Regions from separate parts of the Sus scrofa genome. Here all the other regions are linked to region 3. Evidence: chromatin contacts called from public Hi-C and HiChIP or PLAC-seq data. All regions are on one chromosome and are shown on one strand. The core of a region is the stretch at or near the end of the contact, and the rest is flanking DNA. Distances in the headings are between cores, read along the strand shown.

The links. A called contact is a pair of places that touch in the nucleus more often than the background predicts. HiChIP or PLAC-seq counts read pairs in DNA pulled down with a chosen protein or histone mark.
Region 1: a contact with region 3 is called in an H3K27ac HiChIP or PLAC-seq map of skeletal muscle. The contact joins the promoter of PATL1 here to the promoter of ZFP91 in region 3. A contact is called at or near these places in 1 of 5 promoter capture datasets (liver), 7 of 47 Hi-C or Micro-C datasets (embryonic fibroblasts, liver, mesenteric adipose tissue and 3 more) and 2 of 2 datasets of contacts at active chromatin or transcription factors (alveolar macrophages and skeletal muscle).
Region 2: a contact with region 3 is called in an H3K27ac HiChIP or PLAC-seq map of alveolar macrophages. The contact joins the promoter of SLC43A3 here to the promoter of ZFP91 in region 3. A contact is called at or near these places in 1 of 5 promoter capture datasets (fetal liver) and 1 of 2 datasets of contacts at active chromatin or transcription factors (alveolar macrophages).
Region 4: a contact with region 3 is called in an H3K27ac HiChIP or PLAC-seq map of skeletal muscle, with 12 times the contacts expected there. The contact joins the promoter of TIMM10 here to the promoter of ZFP91 in region 3. A contact is called at or near these places in 1 of 5 promoter capture datasets (liver), 4 of 47 Hi-C or Micro-C datasets (heart right ventricle, liver, psoas muscle and 1 more) and 2 of 2 datasets of contacts at active chromatin or transcription factors (alveolar macrophages and skeletal muscle).
Region 5: an H3K27ac HiChIP or PLAC-seq map of skeletal muscle shows a contact between it and region 3. The contact joins the promoter of SERPING1 here to the promoter of ZFP91 in region 3. A contact is called at or near these places in 1 of 47 Hi-C or Micro-C datasets (epiblast stem cells) and 2 of 2 datasets of contacts at active chromatin or transcription factors (alveolar macrophages and skeletal muscle).
Region 6: a Hi-C map of liver shows a contact between it and region 3, with 13 times the contacts expected there. The contact joins the promoter of CLP1 here to the promoter of ZFP91 in region 3. A contact is called at or near these places in 3 of 5 promoter capture datasets (fetal liver, fetal skeletal muscle and liver), 7 of 47 Hi-C or Micro-C datasets (blood, heart right ventricle, liver and 2 more) and 2 of 2 datasets of contacts at active chromatin or transcription factors (alveolar macrophages and skeletal muscle).
Region 7: an H3K27ac HiChIP or PLAC-seq map of skeletal muscle shows a contact between it and region 3. The contact joins the enhancer-like site here to the promoter of ZFP91 in region 3. A contact is called at or near these places in 1 of 5 promoter capture datasets (liver), 3 of 47 Hi-C or Micro-C datasets (blood, epiblast stem cells and heart right ventricle) and 2 of 2 datasets of contacts at active chromatin or transcription factors (alveolar macrophages and skeletal muscle).

What each region holds. Positions count from the first base shown.
Region 1 is chr2:11,825,352-11,828,277 of Sscrofa11.1, reverse strand. It overlaps PATL1 (protein PAT1 homolog 1), which reads right to left and starts at 1,462. Exons shown (of 19, transcript XM_021082992.1): 1 at 263-1,462. The coding sequence starts at 277.
Region 2 is chr2:13,489,440-13,492,314 of Sscrofa11.1, reverse strand. It overlaps SLC43A3 (solute carrier family 43 member 3), which reads right to left and starts at 1,402. Exons shown (of 13, transcript XM_021083039.1): 1 at 1,230-1,402; 2 at 1-185.
Region 3 is chr2:12,530,410-12,533,596 of Sscrofa11.1, reverse strand. ZFP91 (E3 ubiquitin-protein ligase ZFP91) reads left to right here and starts at 1,316. Exons shown (of 11, transcript XM_021083007.1): 1 at 1,316-2,482. The coding sequence starts at 2,121.
Region 4 is chr2:13,391,543-13,394,714 of Sscrofa11.1, reverse strand. It overlaps TIMM10 (a long non-coding RNA gene), which reads right to left and starts at 1,490. Exons shown (of 3, transcript XR_002341482.1): 1 at 1,351-1,490; 2 at 813-928.
Region 5 is chr2:13,336,502-13,339,545 of Sscrofa11.1, reverse strand. SERPING1 (serpin family G member 1) reads left to right here and starts at 1,367. Exons shown (of 7, transcript NM_001123194.1): 1 at 1,367-1,450; 2 at 2,406-2,871. The coding sequence starts at 1,394.
Region 6 is chr2:13,283,359-13,286,706 of Sscrofa11.1, reverse strand. It overlaps CLP1 (polyribonucleotide 5'-hydroxyl-kinase Clp1), which reads left to right and starts at 1,499. Exons shown (of 3, transcript XM_003122716.3): 1 at 1,499-1,645; 2 at 2,384-3,011. The coding sequence starts at 2,406.
Region 7 is chr2:13,262,607-13,265,903 of Sscrofa11.1, reverse strand. ZDHHC5 (palmitoyltransferase ZDHHC5) reads left to right here. Exons shown (of 12, transcript XM_021083028.1): 3 at 3,161-3,282. Among named protein-coding and RNA genes, the nearest start is that of ZDHHC5, 12 kb to the left of the region's middle. Within about 2 kb of position 1,458, at least 25 of the 83 cell types and tissues checked have an H3K27ac peak or open chromatin away from gene starts, as enhancers often do. A contact at or near this core is called in alveolar macrophages and skeletal muscle, where this site is marked.

The DNA.
Region 1 (2,926 bases), core at 213-2,712, 710 kb after region 3:
ACGGGCCCTCCCCACCCCCAAACAGAGGTCAACTCTCCTCAGTAGCAACTGATAGGACAGTCCCGCCCCCACGAAGCCAGCTCACAGCCCTTGGACTAAACCCGCGACCCCAGAGCCCACACACTCTGCTCGGTCCTGCCGGCCCCTCCGCCCCCCCTTTTCCCCCCGAGGGGCGCGGACCGACGCGCTGAGCGTGAGAGAAACAGAGAGGGGGGCGCGTGCCGGCGGGAGGGAGGGGTCACTTCCGGTCGCAACAGCTCACCTCGTAGCGGAACATTCTTGGGGAGGGGGGGGAGGGAGCGGGGAGGGGAATGGGGGAGGGAGGGAAGAAGCGCTGACTCTCCGGGCTCCTCCGCGCGCGGGTCCTCCACCGGCTCGCGACCCCTGGCCGCCGCCGTACGCCGGAGCGTGCGTGGGAACGTGCGCAGGCGCGCCTCGGGGAGGGCGGCCGCCCCGCTCCGCGCCCGGCGGCGGCGGCTGCGCGGGGACAGATTTGGCGTCCCGCTTCCTAGTCTCGGCGGCGGGAAGGAGGTCCCGTGGCGAGAGACTGCGCACGCGCCACCCGTCGGGGGCTTCCTCGCGATCCGAACCTGTAGCTCCGCCCCCGGCTTCTCTGCGCCCGCCCGACGCTGAGGTTCGAGTCACGAGTTTTCCGTCACCGACGGGGCGGAGAAAAGCCTTGTGATTGTCACAGGATATGGCTTTGGAGAGTCCCAGGCTTAGCTTAGGCTGGGAGAAATGGACATTCCTGGGCACTTTTTCCAGCGTCCAACACCGTCTTCGGGTTGCTTGGCGGTCTTCACGACATACGATAGGCACCGAGTGGAGGGGAAAAAAGTTAAAGTTCAGGTCATCGAAAGGGGCTGAGTTCGTCGCCACTTTCAGCGGCACGTCACCCGCTGAGTCAACAGCAGGTCAGGGCTGTGATTTATGTGTCTCAGAGATGAAGGCTTTTTTTTCCTCTTTTCTTTAAACCGAAGGCTTATTAGGGAGGTTCAACCAGGGAGGTATTTTTAGGGCTCAGGCACATCAAGCGTGTGGAGTGAGGGAGCCAAAAAAGGCAGCACAGCCGTGGGCAGCAAGGTCATCGAGGCTGAGTGCGCCGTAGGGTGACACCACCTCCTTAGAGGATCAGGACCAGAAAAGCATTTGTCCAGGTGCCTTGGCAGCCTGTTTTCAGAAGTCTCTTTGGAGAACTGTTATCTCCGCTAGCCGAACTCACTCTTTCCCCTTGAAGACTAAACTTGGCTACGAAATTTAGTCCTTGCACCACGAATTCTTGTGCAGTTTCGCAACTCCTTTCTCCGGTGTCTTAAAGTGCAGCCTCGCCTGGGAGTGGCATAGAGTAAATTCCTTACGTGGTGGTATGACCGGATTAATCAGAGCCTGAGTAGTGGAAACTTGGATTTGGAAATAGAAGTTCTGGGTGGGAATCAGTGCTTTGCCACTGGGCCGTCAGATTTGGGGCAAGTTACCTAAACGTGTCTGAGCCTTAATTTCTTTGGAAAACGGGATTAATGATACCTGCCTCACAAAGTAGTGGTTCAATGGCATGATGATTCCAGTAGTACTTCTACTGATGGTTGAAGTCTGCCTTATGCCAATCCGGTGAGGTAGGTGGTATTATTTTCTCCATAGATGAGGAATTTGAGGATTAGAGATGTTAAGCAGTTTATCCTAAACCACTCAATGGCAAGCGGCAACCAGGTCTCTCATTCCAGAAACCCAGTCTCTTAATCATTGTGACAGTTTAACAAAAGAGGATATTTACATGGGACAGACCTAAATGTTAAAGTGGAGCAGGCTGGGGATAAGATGATAACTTTTAAGCACGCATAGAACACTACAAAAGTTCATGTATTAGGTAGGGGCACTTCTTAACAGTGAGAATTGGTGCCATATAGACCAAAGGTTGGGAAAGTGTGACCCACAGCCAAATCTGCTTAGCTGCCTTTTTTTTTCAAAGTAAAGTTTTGTGGGAAGACGGCCATCTTCATTTATTTACATATTGTCTTTAGTTGCTTTGGGGCAACAAAGGCATAATTGAATACTTTCAATGGAGGCTATTTGGCTAGCAAAGCCTGAAATAATTACTCTGGCCCTTTACGGAAAGAGTTTGCTGATTCTAGATGTTGCAGATCAAGTTTTCTGATCATTATGTCAGAATTTTTTTTTTTTTTTTTTTTTTTTTTTGGCTGCACTGGTGGCAAATGAAGTTCCCGGGCCAGGGATCAAATCCAAGCCACAGGTGTGACCTTTGCCACAGCTGTGGCAACACCAGATCTTTAACTGGATCTGCACCAGGCAGGGAATGGAAATTGTGCCTCAGCAGCGATTGGAGCCACCTCAAATACAACACTGGATACTTAACCTACTGTGCCACAATGAGAACTCCAGACATCAGAACATTTTAAAAAACTCCACACTTCTAATTAATGGACTGCTTGAGAAAACATAGTGGAAAGTAGATAAACTTATTAACGTATAAAGACTTGAGATACAGCTAAAGCAGTTTCTATGAGAGAATAGGAAAGCCTGAATGTAAATGAACTATAGGATGATGTCAAAGAAAGGATAAATAAGGAAATAGTAAAGAGCAGAAATGAAAGAAACAGAAAACAAGATAGAGATGGTCGATAAAATTATGTTTTTCTCATGCAACAGCTGTCTTTGAGGGAGATGAATGAGGGCCACTTTAGGCAAATGTATTTTCTTGAGCTGTGTAGGCCCATTATTAAGATGGAGAGGGTAAAAATTCTTTTCACAAGTAATTCTTTCGAAATAAGATATGAGGCCTTTGGAGAGTGTCTCTTGAGTGAGTGGAAGAAAAGTCTCTCCTGCACACCAGCTAGGTGGAAAAGGCGATTGACAGTTGAGAGGCGACATCAATTAGCATCGCTATCATGCTTTCTCTGGCCTTGCCATC
Region 2 (2,875 bases), core at 153-2,652, 960 kb before region 3:
GGTTCCAGGTGGAGCTGATCCTCAAATCCCAAGGGCGGTCTCCTGGGCTGACCACAGGCGCTGCGAAGCCTGGCGTTCCAGCACTTGGAAAATCCCTTTGGCAGGCCCTCTGTTCAGGAAGCTCTCTGGCTGTTCTGGCTGTTCCAGGCTTGGGCAAAACCCATCAATGGGCGATTCTCTGGATCCTATAAAATAAGGCAGAGGCTGCTGGGTACAGGAGGCTTGAGGGAAAGGCAGAGGTGTACAAAGCGTTCTCTGTACGATAAAGAGGCCAGCGGTTAGAAACAGCCAGAAACAGCTGCAAAGGCCTCTCTATCCCACAACTGGCAACAGGTGGGAAAGCAGAGACAGAGCCCCAATTCAGGAGACATCCGCTAAAATAATAGCAGCAATTCTGAACCAGGAACAGGGGATGGGAGACTTGACACATGTCCTCACAATATCCTGGCAAAGTGGGTGTTTTCTTATGTTCAGTTGACCGACAAAAGGCTCAACTTCCCCAGGTCACATGGGCCAGTCAGTCACGTTGCAGGCCAGTCTAATGCTAAAAACATCCCTACCTCAACACGATCCTGCCTGACCCTCGGCTGGCACTCCCCCAGTCTCCCATTTCCCCGCCGCCCCCCTCACACCACCATCTGCCGGGAAAGCGCCCAGAAGCCGCTCACCCCCACCCCGCTCTCCCTCCGGCACGTGCTCTGAGGTCCTGGGGCAGAAGCTCCCCCACCCCGTTCCGTCCCCCCCCCACCCTCCACCCCCGGTCGCCTGTCCTCAGGGCCTCATCACTCCCCGGCCCCGGGACCTCGCCGCCTCCAGCCCTGCGCCGCAAGCTACTCGCCTGCCTGGCTCCGAGCTCTCCGGGACGCGGGTTTCGGCGCCTTTGAAGATTTGGATTCGCGCCTCCCGCCGCCCCTCCCAGTCCCTCCACGCCCCCAGCAGTCCCGGAAGGGCCGGGGTGAGCGGGGCGGCGCCTGGCAGGTCCTCCACCTCCCGCTCGCCATCATTTCCTTCTTCTCCGAGCCTCACAGTCCTACGCTCTTTTTGACCACGCCCTGGAATCCCCCCTCCTTCCACTCGGGTGGACCTCGCCGGCGTGCACCTCCTGATCCCCTTTCCGCTTCTCTTCTTCTCTGCGCCTTCTCCCTCCCCTGACCGAGATCGTTTCAATCCCGTTGCTCACACTGGCAACGGGAAAGGTCACGCACTCACAGCACACACGGACGGCTTACCTGCGGACACGGGGACACACACGCGGACGCCGTATTCCTTGTGCTCTGCGTTGACCACGTGGGTGGGCACAGAACACGTTTTCCCCTATTTGTGCAGACAGAAGACGTTGCCTGGCATTTCAGGAAACAAAGAATGTTGCCAGCCACTTCTGTACCTGCAGCCTACCAGACAGTGTGCCCCGAGGGAAATTCAGGATGGAGAAAAACAGGAAACGCCCCCGCCCTGGATAGTTAAGATGCCTATCTAGGAATAACTTTTCAAAGACCTCAGATTCTTGCCTTTTCTCATACTTAGAAAACTACAGTCATGAACTTGTCTGCTTTTGCGATTAGCAGGAATCTTTTCCTGCTCGACTGCATGGATTTTTATTTTTATTTTTTTCCAGCAAAAACTCCTAGATATCCTGGCTCCTCCCTTTACCTCTTGGGAGTATTCCCCAGAGTATCTAAGAGGCTGTGTCCCAAGCTATAGTCCTCAGTAAGTTCCCCGGATAAAACATACCTGGCAACTTGGAGGCCACGCAGGATTTTTTTTTTTTTCCCCACTGACAGCATCTTTCCAGAAACCATCCCCCTGAAGCAGTATCCTGCTTTTTCACCACCAAGGACCTCTTTGATTGCTCCCTGCCTCACCCCAGCCCAGGTTCTGAAAGAGTCTACCCGCCAGACTTTGTTGATTAAGTATTCATTCATGGCTCCATTTTTTATTAATCAAAGACATATATAATTGCCGTCGGAGCTTGTGATCAGCATGAGATAGCCAGCTGAACCAGCTGCGCTGCTATCATTCCGAGCCCAGTGCAAGTTAGTTCAGTGGCCATTTCCTCCCAGCCCCGCTTAGAAAGCTGAATTGGAGGGAGAGCTTCTTGCATATTTAGAGTAGTCTACAAACTCCCAAGCCTAGCCTCCTGGTTTCCCCAGGGACTCAAAAGATTCTAAGCCCACCCTTCTTTTTAATGAGAAAGAAATAAAAGATTAGGGCAGTGGAAAGCCAGAACCAGGGAGTATTTTCCAGATCTCTACTAAAACACGGAGGATAAAGAAGGATAACCACCCAAAGACAGGTTGCTCGGTTCTGGTTCTATACCCAGGTGCTCACTAGTTACATAGCCCCAAGCAAGCCCTTTGACTGCCCCACTTGTAAGATGAGGCCTGCGGTACCTTAATTATCTTAATTATAATTAGAAATATGAGCTGGGTTGATGAAGTCCCTGCAAGTATGTTAGTCAGTAGCCAGACTGCTTAAGAATAGCACTAGGTTCTCCAGGGTCCAGATACAGAGTCAGAGAAGCAGCCTTGGGAGGGGATTTCAGAGCAACTTCACTCTACATGTGCTCTTAACATGCCCACGAACTTCTAACTGGTTAAGGATCCATTGTTGTCACTGCTGAGGCTTGGGTCACTGCTGTATCGCAGGTTCGATTCCTGGCCCAGGGAACTTCTGCATGCCACAGGCACAGCCAAAAAAAAATACTCCCAGACTTCACATGGACTAATGGGACATTAAGAAAACAAATCCTTTCTTTAAAAATTAATCAATGAGTTCCCTTCATGGCTCAGTGGTTAACCAACCCGACTAGGATCCATGAGGATGTGAGTTCAATCCCTGGCCTCGCTCCGTGGGTTAAGGATCTGGTGTTGTCGTG
Region 3 (3,187 bases), core at 67-2,566:
GGATGTCAGTGCCATTCTAAAAGTATGCTCACTGCAAATGGGGGTTTGAAAATTTTCCATCTACACTATGACAGTTTTTACAGTTGAAATGCCAGTAGCCCCATGAAAGTGCGAAACATTCCACAAAGACTATGAACATTGGCCCATCTGAAGTGGTAACTGAACCAAAACACTGGAAGGAATAATGTTCTCAGCCCTTGGCTTGCAAATGTGGGACTCCAACTGCAGTTTAACTGAATGATTCATGTGACACTTAAAACTGGATCCCAAGATCTTGTTTCTATTCATTTACTTTGGAGACTTTTAATTCCGGAGTTTTATTTTCCATGGTTAAGAATCGTTCCTGCAGATCGCTTCTTGATTATAATAGATGAAAGTCAGAAAGGAAGGAACGCAAGAGGCTCACTACCCTCACCAAATCCAACTTGAAGATGAGCAAATGGAAACTTCGTTTTGATGCATTAGGGCAATTTAGTTGCACATGTTGGTGGAGAGAAAAGTAATTTCTGACAAAGCTGCTATTCTGACCACGCTTCCTGTGCAACACAAAACAAGTAAAAACCACAGAAGCACACGGCTTCAGGGCGGGGGGTGTGAAGGAGGCCTTCAATTTTCTGGGTGGGTCACCAGAGTCACGCAAACAACCCTTCATCCTTCTCTCCAGCCCAGGGACCACAGCCAGGTTAAGCAACTGACGCCAGTTCCTTGTCCCCGGCGACATCTAATAAAAAAACAATTCTACAATTCTTTCCACAAACTTTTATTAAAAATCAAATGAGTGGTGGTGATTGTGCTAAGCCCCCTATGAATCAATGGAACCACAATCAATCTTTGACTTTGAGACACTCACAGGTTAGTGGGTCAGACACAGGAGAAGACGGATATTGCAGATATGAACGCTAGCCAGTCTCAGACGATGTGCCATATAACCAAACAAAGGTAAGGGCTATTAAGTGGCCACCCTAGAAATGATTCGCCAACACCAAGTTAAAGAAGCAAGGAAAATCCTGCCAGGCAATCCCGACCAGCAACGGGATCAACAGTTGTGCCCGGACCTGCGCAGGCTCCTTGCGGCCTAACCCGGAAACACAACCTCCCCAGAAGAGCAAATTCTAACTGCGGAAAGAGTAAACTACCTTTCCCATCATGCACCAGTCAAAAACTCCCAGAAGCCTCTCCGCCTCTGGTTTCCTAGCTTTCTTCCTAAGGCGTAGGAGAAGCCGAACTTCGTTTCCCAGGATGCCTTTGGAAAAGTTAACCATGCTCATGCGCTAAGAGGCGGGCCCTACTTGCCCTCACGACCCCGCCTCTGTTTTGCCGCCGCCATTTTTTCAGAGACTTTCATCCGGCAGCCGACGGGGCTTTTTTTCTTAAAGGAGAAGCGACAGCTCAAAAAAATTTCCCCTTTCTCTCCGCAAGACCTAGCGGCGCTGGGGACAGAAAGGCCACAGACAGGAGAGTGGGATCAGGGTGGAGGAAGAAGAACGCCGAGGCTACTTCCGCGGCTTAAGGAAGAAAGCTAGAAAGAGCCCTTGCGGCATTAGCAGCTCCTTAGGGAGGCAGGTGCGCGCGCAGCCAGTTCAGGGTGCGCGCCAGGAGGGGAAAGAGGTGCGTTTTCTTCCCACTAATCTCCTCGCGAGACCTGACCCTCCCACTGCCCCTCGCGCGCGTTGAGCTTCGGAGGTGGGGAAAAAAAAAGGTCACTTTGGGATTGTCGCGAGACGCAGCCGTTTAACGGTGAGAACGGGTGCGCGGGGAAGGAAACCTCGCGCGTTCCCTCGGAGCCGTTTCCTGATTGGCTGAAGAAAGGGGTGGAGGCGGGAACCCGGTACGCCGCTGCGCGAGAGACTGTGAGGGGCGGGGCGAAGGAGCTGTTCCTCCTCTCCGATTGGCCCGCTGTGCGCCTGTGGCGGGCGCGCGCGCGCCGCCAGCAGTAGCGGGCTTTGAGTGGCAGGGGGCGGGGGGGGCGCCCTCGGAGACGGGCGGAGGGGAGGGGGGGAAAAAGAGGAGCGCAGTGAGTGAGCCGAACGCTCCGGGGGGCGGGGGGGAGCAGCGTCGCGGCCGCCGCCGCCTCCGCCTCCGCCGCCTGGGATTAGGGGGTGGGGGACGGACGAGTCCCGATGCCGGGGGAGACGGAAGAGCCGAGACCCCCGGAGCAGCAGGACCAGGAAGGGGGAGAGGCGGCGGCGGCGGCCAAGGCGGCTCCGGAGGAGCCCCAACAACAGCCCCCTGAGGAGGCGGCGGTGGCGGCGCCTGCGGGGACCACTACCAGCCGCGTGCTGAGGGGAGGTCGGGACCGGGGCCGGGCCGCTGCGGCGGCCGCCGCCGCCGCCGCTGCCGCTGTGTCCCGCCGGAGGAAGGCCGAGTATCCCCGCCGGCGGAGGAGCAGCCCCAGCGCCAGGCCTCCCGACGCCCCAGGGCAGCAGTCCCAGGCCGCGAAGCCCCCGTCTCCAGCTCAGGGCAAGAAGAGTCCGCGACTCCTGTGAGTAACGCAGTCTTTCAGGCGGTGGGAAAGACCCCCCTCTATCCGCACGCAACCCTCTCGGCTCCCGTAGCGACCACTCCACGTGACATCCTGCTTGCTCTGCCCCCTGTCGGCTCGCCTGCCAGATGTCACACCGCTTCCTTGTTAGCTGGCGGTCTTATCGGACCTCTCTGGCTTCCCCCGCCCCCCCGCCTGCCGGTCCAGCCACTTCTTTTCTTGAAATCTCCGTTGTGGGATACACTCCTTGTGCTCCCTAGTGACCCACCTCTTCCCTGCCGCCTCAGGCTTCTCCCCACCCTGGCATCTGCGCTCCCTTTGTCAGCCTATCCCTTTCCCTCTTAGGGCTGCTCTCCAGTATTACATCACCTCTCCATTAGGAAATCTACAGCACGCTCTTAGAGCTTAGCCTTCAAAATTTTGTCTCCTCCCCATTTCCCATTAATTAGCCCAAGGGCCAGTTGTACTAGTATCGTTATGTAGTTTTTTTCACTCTGTTAAATTTTCGCAGCAGTTTTCACTCTTTCCAAAATCTGGTACTTAAGAGTAGGGTAAAAACATGAATCTCTCAATTTTAAGTATAGAATCTTTCATATAACTTTAATTTTTTGACAAGTATAACAAGATTAGATAAGTTTTAAGTTTTTGACAAGCAGCATGTTTTTGTTTTTGTGTATGTTTTAATATAGGAACTTAGTCCTTAAA
Region 4 (3,172 bases), core at 241-2,740, 860 kb before region 3:
TAGAAGTGCTGGTTGGTGAAGCTATGATTTGTTCCCAAATTTGCCAAATGGTTATAGGCACTAGTTAGAAGTCACACTGAGGTACTGGTCTTGACATTGCTATTGACCAGCTGTGGACCCTGAGAAAGTTACTTAATCTCCAGAAGCCTCAATGTTCTCGCTTTAAAACAAGATAAGTAAAATTAATCCAGCAAAGATAAAAAGAGATAATGCACATAAAATGTTCCAACATGTGTCTAAGATGGAGTAAGAGTTTAGAAAATGTTAACTACTTGGAGTTCCCATTATGGCTCAGTAGTAACAAACCCAACCAGTATCCATGAGGATGCGGGTTCAATCCCTGGCCTCAATCGGTGGGTTAAGGATCTGGCATTGCCAGTGAGCTGTGGTGTATGTAGGCTGGCAGCTGCAGCTCCTATTCGACCCCTAGCCTTGTAACTTCCATATGCCACACATGTAGCCCTAAAAATCAAAAAAAGAAAAAGAAAAGAAATGTGACTAGTGGCCTATGTGCTATTTGTCAAAAGGCAAATGCTGAACTATTCCTGGAAACTAACCAGAGCCTGAGATGGACCCTCTCCTCCTGTCCAGCTCCTTCATGGTCAATTCCATCCCAATCTAAATGCCTAGTTCCCTCTAGTGACCCCACACTACATCTGGATTAGCCCTTAACCATGTGGGCCTGGGGTGTGGGGGGGGATGAGTGCTGGGAGGGTAGACCACCGTTTTTCATAAGTCATCCACCTCTGGCTTTGGAAAGGGTGACCTAGGGTCATTCTCTAAAGACAAGGTAGTGCGGACTCGGTCCTTACCTGTTGTACATATCAGCCATCATCTCTACCTCCAGCTCTGCTGCCAGCTGCTGGGCCCTGAGTGGGTCCATTTCAGCCCTGAACGGTCGAGGGGATCTCCTTCTGGCCTCCTAGACCTGGGGACAGACGGCACGGTCAGCACCCAGCCCTCCCATTCGCTTTTCCATACCAGGGGCTGGAGAATGTGGAGGAATCACAGACCATCAGACCAGCAAGGGCCACTGACCTCATACGCTATTTCACAGACGTGGAGGCTGAACCCGCAAAAGGGACACTGCCTTGCCCAAGGTTACAGAGCACGTTAATGGCGGGGCTGTAAATCGACCCTCGGTGCCCTAACGCCCAACTCCTCGAGGTCACCTCTATCCAGAAGGAGATGGGGAAACCGGAACAGAACACTCTAAACCGCTGTCATGAACCTGCGGGGGCCCTAAGAACTGGATCATACGCGGAACTACGGCGCCCGGACCCAGACCAGGCCCTAAACTGAAAAGGCCGCACCATCATCAGGGTCACTTTGAGGTCAGAAGTTGCTCACCACGGCCGGAGGTCTGTCACTGTGCCCCCGGTATCCCCAACTTCGGGTAAACACTGGAAATTCACCGGGTGCCCAGGTAGGGTCAGGCGGAAGCACGTGGGTCCCTTCCGGGGAGGAAATCCCGCCTCTTCCCGATCCGTACTCGCTTCCGGAATGAAGTACCATCTAGGTGGTGCCGGGAAACCTGATACCATAGAGAGGGCCCTGTCTGAAGGCTAAGGCGTCTCCCACATGCTAGAGAGGACTCAAAAATACCATAGAGATTTAGGCCGAACGCAGAGCGCCTGCAACCTGTTAGAATTCAAGTCCCCGGGGGTGTCACCGAGAGGTTTGAGTGTTTTGAGTAGGAGAGGTAGGGTCGCAGAGGTCAGTAACCCTCGCCCCTAACGCCGGAGAGCTGAGTCCAGAGCGCATATCTGACTCGGGGAAGGAAAAAGGGTCGTCCGTCCCCCCCGCCCTGCAAACAGCAGCTCTCAGCTTGTGTTGCACTTAAGGTCACCTGGGACGCTTTAAAAAAATCCTGATGCCCAGGCCTCACTTTCTACCAATTAAATCAGAATCCCTGGAGGTAGGATTCAGATATCAGTAAACTTTATTTATTTATCTATTTATTTTTGTCTTTTCAGGGCCGCACCCGTGTCATATGGAGGTTCCCAGGCTAGGGGTCTAATCGGAGCTGTAGCCGCCAGCCTATGCTGGAGCCACAACAACACGGGATCCCAGGCGACCTACACCACAGCTCAGGGCAAGGCTGGATCCTTAACCCACTGAGCGAGGCCAGGGATCGAACCCGCACCCTCATGGTTCCTAGTTCGATTAATTAACCACGACGACAACTCCAGATATCAGTAAATTTTAAAATTTCCCAGGTGATTCCCATGTGCAGCCAAGTGCTCCTGGGGCCTTTGTGTGAATACGGCTGTGTGCAGATCACCAGGCTTTCTCTGGGGTTGCAAAGACAAGTGAGGCATGGTTCCTGCTTGCAGAAAGATGAGTCGAGAGGACAGTGTGTGGGGAGTTCCCGTCGTGGCTCCGTGGTTAACGAATCTGACTAGGAACCATGAAGTTGAGGGTTCGATCCCTGGCCTTGCTCAGCGGTTAAGGATCCGGCGTTGCCGTGAGCTGTGGTGTAGGTTGCAGACGCGGCTCGGATCCTGCGTCGCTGTGGCTGTGGCGTAGGCCGGCAGCTACGGCTCCGATTCGACCCCTAGCCTGGGAACCTCCATATGCCGCGGGAGCGGCCCAAGAAATGGCAAAAAGACACACACGCACACACACAAAAGTACAGTGTGTCTTATTCAACTTCTACTAGACGCCCTAGGCCATAAAGAGATGAATAGGAGCAATTGTGGCTGCTGCCAGAGCTAACCTAGAGCCTTTGGGTGAGGGAAAAGGAGGGTACTGTGAATTCTTTCTTTCAAAACTTAATATATTCCTCGATCTGCAACCCGCCCCCCACCAATGAAAAAAACCCACCCTAATCTCCCTGGATTTTTCTTTTTTTCTTTTTCTTTCTTTTTTTTTTTTTTGCTATTTCTTGGGCCGTTCCCGCTGCACATGGAGGTTCCCAGGCTAGGGGTCGAATCGGAGCTGCAGCCACTGGCCTACGCCAGAGCCACAGCAACGCAGGATCCGAGCCGCGCCTGCAACCTACACCACAGCTCACGGCAACGCCGGATCGTTAACCCACTGAGCAAGGGCAGGGACCGAACCCGCAACCTCATAGTTCCTAGTCGGATTGGTTAACGACTGCGCCACGATGGGAACTCCCTCGTTTTCTTTTTTTGACGTTTGTTTGGTTGGTTTTTTGGCTGTGCCTGGG
Region 5 (3,044 bases), core at 118-2,617, 810 kb before region 3:
TGGCTCCCAGGCTACGCCCTACCACCCCTCATCACACACACCCCAACTTTCTGTTTTTCACTTAAGGTGAATACTTGCTGGGCTGTGTGCCTCAGATTCCTCCTCTGTTGCACAAGAAAACCACTTGTTCCAGCTCCAGGCAGAGAAGCACAACACCCAGGGAGGAGAGCAGGGGCGAGATTCGGACTTCCGGAAGTGGGGTCCAGGCTTATCTCCAAGTGAGGGCGATCGAGAGCCAGCCACTTAAGTGCTGCAGGGCACGAATGGAGTTCCTGGGCCAGGGATCAGATCCGAGGCATAGTCGAGATCTACGCTGCAGTTGTGGCAACGTAGATCCTTAACCCGCCCAGAGGTGCTGGGGACTGAACCTGCATGCCTGCACTCCAGAGATGCCGCTGATCCCATTGCACCACAGCGGGAACTCCCAGTTTCTTAGCTACCAAATGGGCCTATTTCCCAACCCTTACTTTGAGATGGCCAATTCCCGGAAAGCTGGTTGCTTTGCAAACTGTGGAGCACATTTTGTGTCAGTGCTGTCCCCATCATGACCCACGAAGATGGAGGAGGAGCTTGGGTGTGTAGAGCTGAGAGCTGCACCCAGGCTTCCCCACTCCTGGCTCCCAAGGGGCTTTGGGCTACATTCCAGAACTTGCTTGCAAAGCTGGACCAAGTGGTTCGTCCCATCCTGATTTACAGGAATTCACACCAGTGATCAATCATCCTTAATTTGTAACTGGGCAGTGTCCTGGGCCAGCCAATAGCTGAGACCCAACCCCCACCCCCACCCCACCCCACCCTCCCTGACCCTGTGAGACTGTCCACTCAGTCGGCTCTGAAGCTGCCCAGTGACCAGGAGTGGGGAGCAGGTTTGGTGCTGGGTCTGGGGGAGTTGGGGGAAGGAGCTCTCTTCATCCTCCTAGCCTTCTTTCCCTCCCCCAGTGCCGCTTAATCTCTGCAGACCTAGTAGGCTTGCTGCCACCTAGGCTTCTGCCTCCACCCCCCTTCCCCTCCATCTCCATCCCCAGGGCTGCCGTGCCCAGCCCCTCTGGACCTCCCCTCCTCCCCCTGGCCCGGCCTCATTGTTTGGCTAAAGCAGGACCCTCTGGATGGAACAGATGGACGGAGACCCGGGTCCGGGGCGGGGGAGGAAGGGCCAGCCGGTGCCGGGAAAGGGAAGCGGTTTTGGGGAAAACAAAACAGGGGGAGGAGCCAGGGAGAAGGTGGCCCCGGGAGGGAGGCGGGAGGAGGGGGAATTCGCAGAGAGGGGCTCGGGCCTGGAATGGAATGAGGGCGGGCCCAGGGGTGGGGTAGTAGGAGGCCCCCTAGGCCCGAGGCTTGGAGCTGGCACCGACGCTGCCTGGCCCTGCAGGTCCGGGCTGACGTCGCCGCCCAGATGGCCTTCAGGCTGACCCCGCTGACCCTCCTGCTGCTGCTGCTGCTGCTGGCTGGGGTGAGTGGCCCCTTCCTGGGGTGGGGGTGGGAAGTGGGGGTAGGGGTCGGGGCTGAGGATTAACCCTTCAGGCTCCGGAGAATGAGGAGAGCTCCTTTTGGGATTAGCAAATGTGACCCTCGCACAGGAGTTCGTACAGAACGTGGAAAAAGCGGCGAACTCAGGCCCAGGCAAGGTCTAATTCTGACTCGCTATGGTGCCGGCTGTGCTGGCCTTGAGCCAGTTACTTCTCCGAGCCTGCCTGCCCTGATTCACAAAATGGAGAAATAAAGCAGAAGGATCAAAGAGGGCAAGGAGAGGGACAGCATTTTTTGATATTAAAATCGAGGGTTTGGGGAGTTCCCTCGTGGCTCATTGGGTTAAGTATACGGCAGTCGCCACTGCTGTGGCTCTGATTCCAAATGTGGCATGGGTTCGATCCCTGGCCAGGGAATTTTCAGATGCGGCAGGCATTGGCCAAACAAAAAACAAAAGCGAGGGGTTTGTTCAGGAAAACTGCGTTGTGAGGGTGGGGAGGTGGGCTGCCGAGACCTAAGCTCTCCACAGCGGTCTGGGAGGTCAGGGGGAACAGATGAGCCCAGGAGAAAGGTGGGTGGTACTTTGGCCTGTGCATTCAGGGCACGTGTGGAAGCTGGCATTGGCACTGGCCTTGGAGATGCATCAGATGATGTACTCAAGGGGTCTGGCATCAGAGACCAAAGTTTGACATCTAGTTTTGCCTCCTGCTTCTGTAAGACTCTGGGTAGTTAGTTCATATATCTTTTTTCTCAGTGAAATGGGATAATCCATGCATGGTCTGAAAGAATTAGCGGTGGTGGCTCCAGGGCAGGCCCCTCTCCCACCAGCCTTTCCCGAGAATAATTCTCTGGTATCCCACCTTCTCTTCCTGTGTTGAGTGTATGAAGGGCATTGTGCCTTAAAATGGAAGAAAGAAAGAAAGTCTCTTGAACCACAGGATAGAGCCTCCTCAACCCTGAATGATGTCAGCCATGTGGATCCAGGGAGCTCGGAAGAAGGGAAAAATGAAGGTGATATCGCAAAGGGAGATATTTCCAAGATTGTATCCATTCAACCCACCAAGAGCTCTTCCATCTTCCCAACCAACCTGACCATCGTAACAACCAGTGCCACCCAGCCCGTCAACCAGTCCACCACTCAACCCATCGAACCAACTACCCTGCCCACCACCAAGCCCTTCTTGACCACTACCGAGCCCTTCTTGCCCACTACCAAGCCCTTCTGCCCAGTGCCTTCCATCTCCTGCCCCGAGGAGAGTCATTCAGCAGAGGCCGTGCTGGGGGAGGCTTTGACCGATTTCTCCGTGAGGCTCTACCATGCTTTTTCGGCAATAAAGAAGGCAGGGACCAACATGGTCTTCTCCCCATTCAGCATCGCCAGCCTCCTCACCCACGTCCTGCTCGGTAAGAACTCGGACTGTGTTGTCTCTAGGGCATATGTTAGATGTTCCCATGATGGGCCTATCTACCTGGAGACCTGCAAAGCTTCCTCAGGAAGGAAGCTATAAAATTGGGCTATCTTGGGGGAGGGAATCTTTTTATTCTCCAACATTCATTGATTCTTTCATTTAGCAATG
Region 6 (3,348 bases), core at 250-2,749, 750 kb before region 3:
CTTTGAGGATTAAATTTACCCCTGTAAAGCCCACAGAACACTATGTGACATCTAGCACTGTGCGTTCACTATTATTATAAGTGGACTCAAACTCCAAAGTCTTGGGTTTGAGAACTAGCTTGGGCAAGTCCCTTCATCTATCTTAGTCTCCTCCCTCACCTGAAATTGAGTAGAGCTGACTTGACAGGTGGCTGTGAAAGAGGATAGCTGAAAGGGTTTTGTGAAATGTAAACTACAAATGGATGGCATCTTTGTAGCTCCCCCTCCTCAACCTCTAATAAAAACTTAAGAGCTAAGGAATTCCCCTCCTGATGCAGAGGAAATGAATCCGACTAAGAATCGTGAGGTCGTAGGTTCGATCCCTGGTCTTGCCTAGTGGGTTAAGGATGCAGCGCAGCCGTGAGCTGTGGTGTAGGTGGCAGACGCAGCTTGGATCTGGCGTTGCTGTGGCTGTGGTATAGGCCAGCAGCTGTAGCTCTGATTAGACCCCTAGCCTGGGAACCTCCATATGCCACTGGTACGGCCCTAAAAGGACAAAAAGATAAATAAAACAATTTTGGCTGGGTATTGTTTTTATCCATATTTTACAATTAAGAAACTAGGTGTTAGAAAGTTTAAGCCCGTGATTTGCCCAAAGTCCCACAGTAAGCAAGCGGCATAGCAAAGAATACAAGATTCCAAGTCCAAGCTCATCAGAAGAGTACAGACATTGCCCAACCTGTTGTTTGTTGGATAAATGACTGACCTTGTATAACTGCCAGGGATTTAGGGAGGGAAACAGAGTTCCCAACAAAACACCTTGATCAATAAGAGGAGTGGGTATTTTCTTGTAATGCAGCAGGTTAAGGATCTGGCATTGTCACTGCAGCGGCTTTGGTCACTGCTGTGCCGCGGATTTGATTCCTGGCCCAGAAATTTCCACACACCACGGGTGGGGCCAAAAATAAATGAGAGGTTGTTGGGAAATGACTGACTTACAGAGTAAGTGGAAGAATTCTTGCACTTTTATTCAAAAAACATTTTTTTAATGACCCCTAGGGGCCAAGCACTGTATCAGTTAATTGGTGACGGTTCAGGTCCGGGTTGGTCTCTGTTTATGCTGTTTTCCTCCACTTTCTCTACCCCTAGGTTTTCTCGTATCCAAATGGAGTTTCCCTAATTTCCCCGCTTCCAGGCGACCATGGGACCTAAATAATGTCCCCTTCCCTCCGTCTTTCCCCTTCCCGGAGGGCAGTTGAGCGGAGAACAGCGGTGAGCATCCGCATCCTCTGCGCTTTGGTGTCCATTGACCCTTCCGCCAGTCCCCGCCCCGCGCGGGGGCGTAACCGCCACTCCACCCCCTTCCCTCCCGTGGAAACGCGAACTTCGGCGGCCGCCGCCCCGCCCACCGCTGACATCACGATCAAAACAATCCTTTAACTACAAGTCCCAGAAGGCCCAGCGACTGCGCCAGGTGGTCGCTCGCAGCGGTTCTGGCACGACTACATGTCCCAGGGAGCACCGCGCGTCCACATCTCCTCTACTGCGCAAGTAAGGAAACGCCCAAGTTTCCGGCGTGGATCTAGGCGAGCGCGGTTAGCAGTTGGTCTGAGTTTCTGCCTAGGAGGGCTTTTTGATTTACAAGGTTGGGTTCGTGCCTGTACAGGTAAGGTAATAAGCTTAGGAACGCACCGTCGCCTCCTTGGAGCGTGGACAGGTTTCACTGTCTAGGGAGGCTAGGACAAACGCTGGATTTAGAGCTGCGGTCTGGGATCAGAGATAATTCTTCGCTTTTCCTCGGCGTTTTCTAGTTCACGAACTTTTTTTCTCCTCCAGCAATCCCTGTTAATCCCCAGAACTTTGTGTGTGGAAGGGGAAGTGCCTCCAGTTGACAACTGAGGAAGAGGTGATTGATTTCTCTAAAGACACTACCTAGTAGTTGCTGAGCAGGGCCTTAATTCTGTTTTCTAAGTCGGAAACCGGAAACCGATATTCTCTGCTTTACATCGAATTACTAACGCCTTTCTTGTTGACTAAGAGGCTTAGGGAGTGGCCATCTGTTGCCTTTTCAACTCTGGAATATCCCAGTTGAGTGGTGAAGGGGGCGATGAAGGCGATGAAATCAAGTCTGTCAATCTGTAGAGACTGCTTTCTTTTTATTTCTGAGTCATTTATTCCCTCGGTGTATTTATAGAGGTGCCTTTGGGTTGTCTAGCCCCATCCTAGGTACTAGAGTTCCAACCCTTACATTCTTGTGAGGGTAGACAGACAATAAACAAATATATAGTGAAGCGGATGGTGATCAGAGATAAGGAGAAAAATAAAGCAGGGTAAAGAGAAACTGCCAGTGAAGGATTTTGAACTGAGTCCTAACTTATGTTTAGATCTGACATTTGTGTTCTAGGCACAACAACTACGCAGAAAAGATGGGAGAGGAGGCCAATGATGACAAGAAGCCAACAACTAAATTTGAACTCGAGCGAGAAACAGAACTTCGCTTTGAGGTGGAGGCATCTCAGTCAGTTCAGCTGGAGCTGCTGGCTGGCATGGCAGAAATCTTTGGCACAGAGCTGACCCGAAACAAGAAATTCACCTTTGATGCTGGTGCCAAGGTGGCTGTTTTCACTTGGCATGGCTGTTCGCTACAGCTCAGTGGTCGCACCGAGGTGGCTTATGTCTCCAAAGACACCCCTATGTTGCTTTATCTCAACACTCACACTGCCTTGGAGCAGATGCGGAGGCAGGCAGAGAAGGAAGAAGAGCGAGGTCCCCGGGTGATGGTAGTGGGCCCCACTGATGTGGGCAAGTCCACAGTGTGCCGTCTACTGCTCAACTATGCAGTGCGCTTGGGCCGCCGTCCCACTTACGTGGAGCTGGATGTAGGCCAGGGCTCTGTGTCCATCCCTGGTACCATGGGGGCCCTCTACATTGAACGGCCAGCAGATGTTGAAGAGGGATTCTCCATCCAGGCTCCTTTGGTGTATCATTTTGGTTCCACCACTCCTGGAACCAACATCAAGCTTTATAATAAGGTCAGAGCCAGGGCCAAGGTGGGGTGGAGGGAAGGGCTGCTGTCAGGGTTGAAAACTGTGCAGAAGTTTGCTAATTAAAACTCTTTGCTCCCTCTCGGCTGGTATATTGCTCCATGATTTTAGGAAAGACAATTTGAAAATAAGTCCATCTCAAACTGTTAAACGTTTCTGCGGACCCATTCTTAAGTAATTTATTAAATTTCCATTTCGGACATGAAACAGAGGAGACAGAAGAAGCAACGCAAAATAAAAATTAAATCCATGTTACGGGGTCAAAACCACAGCCATGAAAAATGTCATTTTTCTTATACCTGATACCACTTGTTCTAAAGAAAGA
Region 7 (3,297 bases), core at 209-2,708, 730 kb before region 3:
ATTTTTGGCTCTTTTCAAACATTGTCTCCTTTTCCCTTATATATGTAACTTGTAGCTGAAGTAACAAGCTTGGAAAGTTTCCTGTGGATTGCCTAAGGTTACATAGCAAAGCATTGATCAAGACAGGATTAAGGAGTTCCCTTCGTGGCTCAGGGGAAACAAATCCAACTGGGAGCCATGAGGTTGCGGGTTTGATCCCTGGCCTCTCTGCTGAGTGGGTTAAGGATCCAGCGTTGCCGTGAACTGTGATGTAGGTTGCAGACATGGCTTGGATCTGGTGTTGCTGTGGCTGTGGTATAGGCCTGCAGCTGTAGCTCTGATTAGACCCCTAGTCTGGGAACTTCCACATGCCATGAGTGCGGCCCTAAGAAAGCAAAAAAAAAAAAAAAAGACAGGATTAAAATCCAAAGTTTCTTGACTGCTGCTTATTTTTCTTACCAGGAACTTAAGCAGTTTTTTGTTCGTTTATTTGTTTTTATAGTAGAAAGAGTTAGGGCTAGGAAACAGATTTTCAAGATTTCAAGAGTGTGGGTATTGAAATCTACTCTCCCAATATTTTATTTGGCCTTGAAAACAGAAGTGGCAAACAGGTGGGCAGAAGAACCTGTTCTCCCTGGGATGGTGTCGGTCTGGGAGTCTCATCATGAGTCAGCCGGCCTACAGCCACTCCCTATACTTTGGAGCTCTGTGATTGTTGCCATAGGCTGAGGACGAGCCCGGACGGCTTCTCCTCAGCCCGGCCCTCATCTCCTTCCATCAAAGGCAACAGATTCAGACAGGCCACTTGGGGTGGTCACCTAGGAATCTGGCAAAGTACTGTAGCAATGGCAAGCCTCTCCTGGAGCCCAGCAGAATGCGGGATACAGCAGGAGCAGGCTCTTCTCACACAGGCCTCTCTTGGGTGGGATGTTTTCTCAGAGTGCTGTGGTTGGAAGCGGTGGCTTTTAAGTTGAATCTAGGAGCAGCTATTGCCTGTGAGGTTATTTGTGTTGCCACTGTGAGGGTAGGCTTGATTTTGGCAACAGATACTGGAACTTGATTCTAGAGTCCCACACTTCAGCTGGGATGTGTTGATATCAAGAAGGTTGCAGTTTGCAGGGATAAAGTTCATTATCCGGGGGCAGGTCATTGGCACTAGAGCCAAGAAACTAGGTGATTTGCTTTGGAAATGCAGAAACTGAAGGAAAAAATGGGGTCAGAAAGATGGACATCTGGGTCTGTGAGGGGACTGATGGCTTGTTCTCATTCACCTTTGTTTCCCTTGGAGATAAACTTACTTTTTGCAAAAGCTCAAGAGGTCTCAGTAGTCAGTTCTAGGAATAAGACTTAAATCATGGACACCTCAGTGTTCTAAGGATTTAATTTCTTTTTCCCTTCTAATTATCTTCCCAGGCTGTGGGAGTCAAGTGAGTCACCCTTTCTCCTCTTCCCTGGGCGGAAATTGAAGTGACAGCTAAGAACTAGGGAGGGGCTCTGACCTGGATGACTGGTTTTCAGTTTCTCTCCCTCCCTCCTTAGGATCAGGCTCTGGGTGGGGCTTTGTAAAGACTCTGCCTTCTTGCTTGTATTCTACCCCAAACCCTGCCAAGGTATGGGGACAGCTTTTCCGAATCAAAGAACTCCCAGGGAAAGAGGCTTCCATAGGAGACTTCAGTCGACTAAAACTAGAGCTGTGACAGAAAGTCCCTTTTTTGCACTGAAATCAGTGCCTTCCCTCTGAGCTTCATTATTTTGTCTCCCAATTATGTCCTGACCCAGCCAGAGAAGCAAAGAGTTAATTGATATTTACTATCTAAAAAGTCCAGTGCACCATAAATATTTACTTAATTTTTTTTTTTTTAATGACAGGTTAAATGGAATTTGAATAAATAGATGGTGGTGATAAAGACAAAGACTTGTGAGATGCTTTGTGACAATGAGTTTTGCCTCTTATCATTAGTTTCTTTCTCATTAGGGAGCTCGGGTCTTTCAGACTGTCCTGACTCACGATTCAGGGCTGTGCTTTTAATTTTGCTGGAGACAGATCACCTCTCAACGGAATCCAGGGCTTCTGTGGAATAACTCTCCAGGCTCATTTACTGTCTTGTTCTCCGGCCCCTTCTTCCTTTCCTTCAGTGAACTCTTCCTTTCCTTCTGGCTGGTCTAGATAAAGGGGACGAGGACAGATGCTGGCCTAATTCTGGAGATTAAATTCTCAGCCACAAAGCAGATTAGGGTATTGAGCCACTGTCTTGTAATGGGGAGTTCTTCCTGAGCTGACATGGGAGAGAGGGTGATACTACTGACCAAGTAAGCAGCACAGCAGATGTTCTTCTGACCCTTCCAGCTCCCAGGAACCATCCTCAGAGAAAGGGAGAGCGCTGGCAGCACTCCTGCTGAGACTGCTGTCCTGACAGAAACTGAGCTTAGTCATGGACCAGGTCACTCTTTGTGTCAAGGAAAAGTTACCTAAAGCATATCTTTGATTTGAACCCTGTGGAATATTGGATGTGTGGCCACTTTCTTTTTCCTGCAGGATTTAGGGCTGCTTTGGTCTGATACCTGCTTTCCCCCCGCCCCCTCCTCCACTCTTCTGCTTCATTTATTGATCTCAAAGGGTCTAGTCCTGTGCCTTGGCATCCTTATATGTGAGTGGTTTCCTTTTCTTTACCTTGAGAACTAGCCTCTAGTTGAATAAAATTCTCAGGAATATCTGATGTAGGCAGTTGAGAGTGGTTCAGAGCCAGCTGGGAAGAGAGAAGAGGAGCCAGAGAGGCAGGTGGTGTCCCTTGCTTTGGGCCAGTGTGCAGGTCAGTGGGGCATGGCTGGGATCCAGAAGCCTCAGGCTGTTCCAGAAAAGGGAGTGTAGCTGGTGTCAGTTTCATACTTAGTCCCTAGCTCTTGTGCCTGGTTAAAAGGGAGGTAAGGACAGAGTCAAAAACAAATGGAAAGAGCCACAGGGTAAGAAGGAATCTGAAGATCATGGACCTCAGTGCAAGGGGTTAAGTCTTGTATCTTGATCTAAAATGAGCATTTTTCTGGGAAACTAGACCCACTTATTGGGAAGGATAAAGGTAATTTGAGGCAAGATTTATATATAGGTATGGGTTCTTAGAGGTTTTTATATAGTTGTGTCCACAGTACTAGAGGCAGCCCCTCATTTTCTTTATTATCTGTGCAGCTGTCCAGGACTAAGCCTCTCTGTGTCACCTGCAGTGCCCATCTACAATGCGATTGTTTTTCTCTTTGTGCTGGCCAACTTCAGCATGGCCACCTTCATGGACCCAGGGATCTTCCCTCGAGGTAAGATCTCCCCCT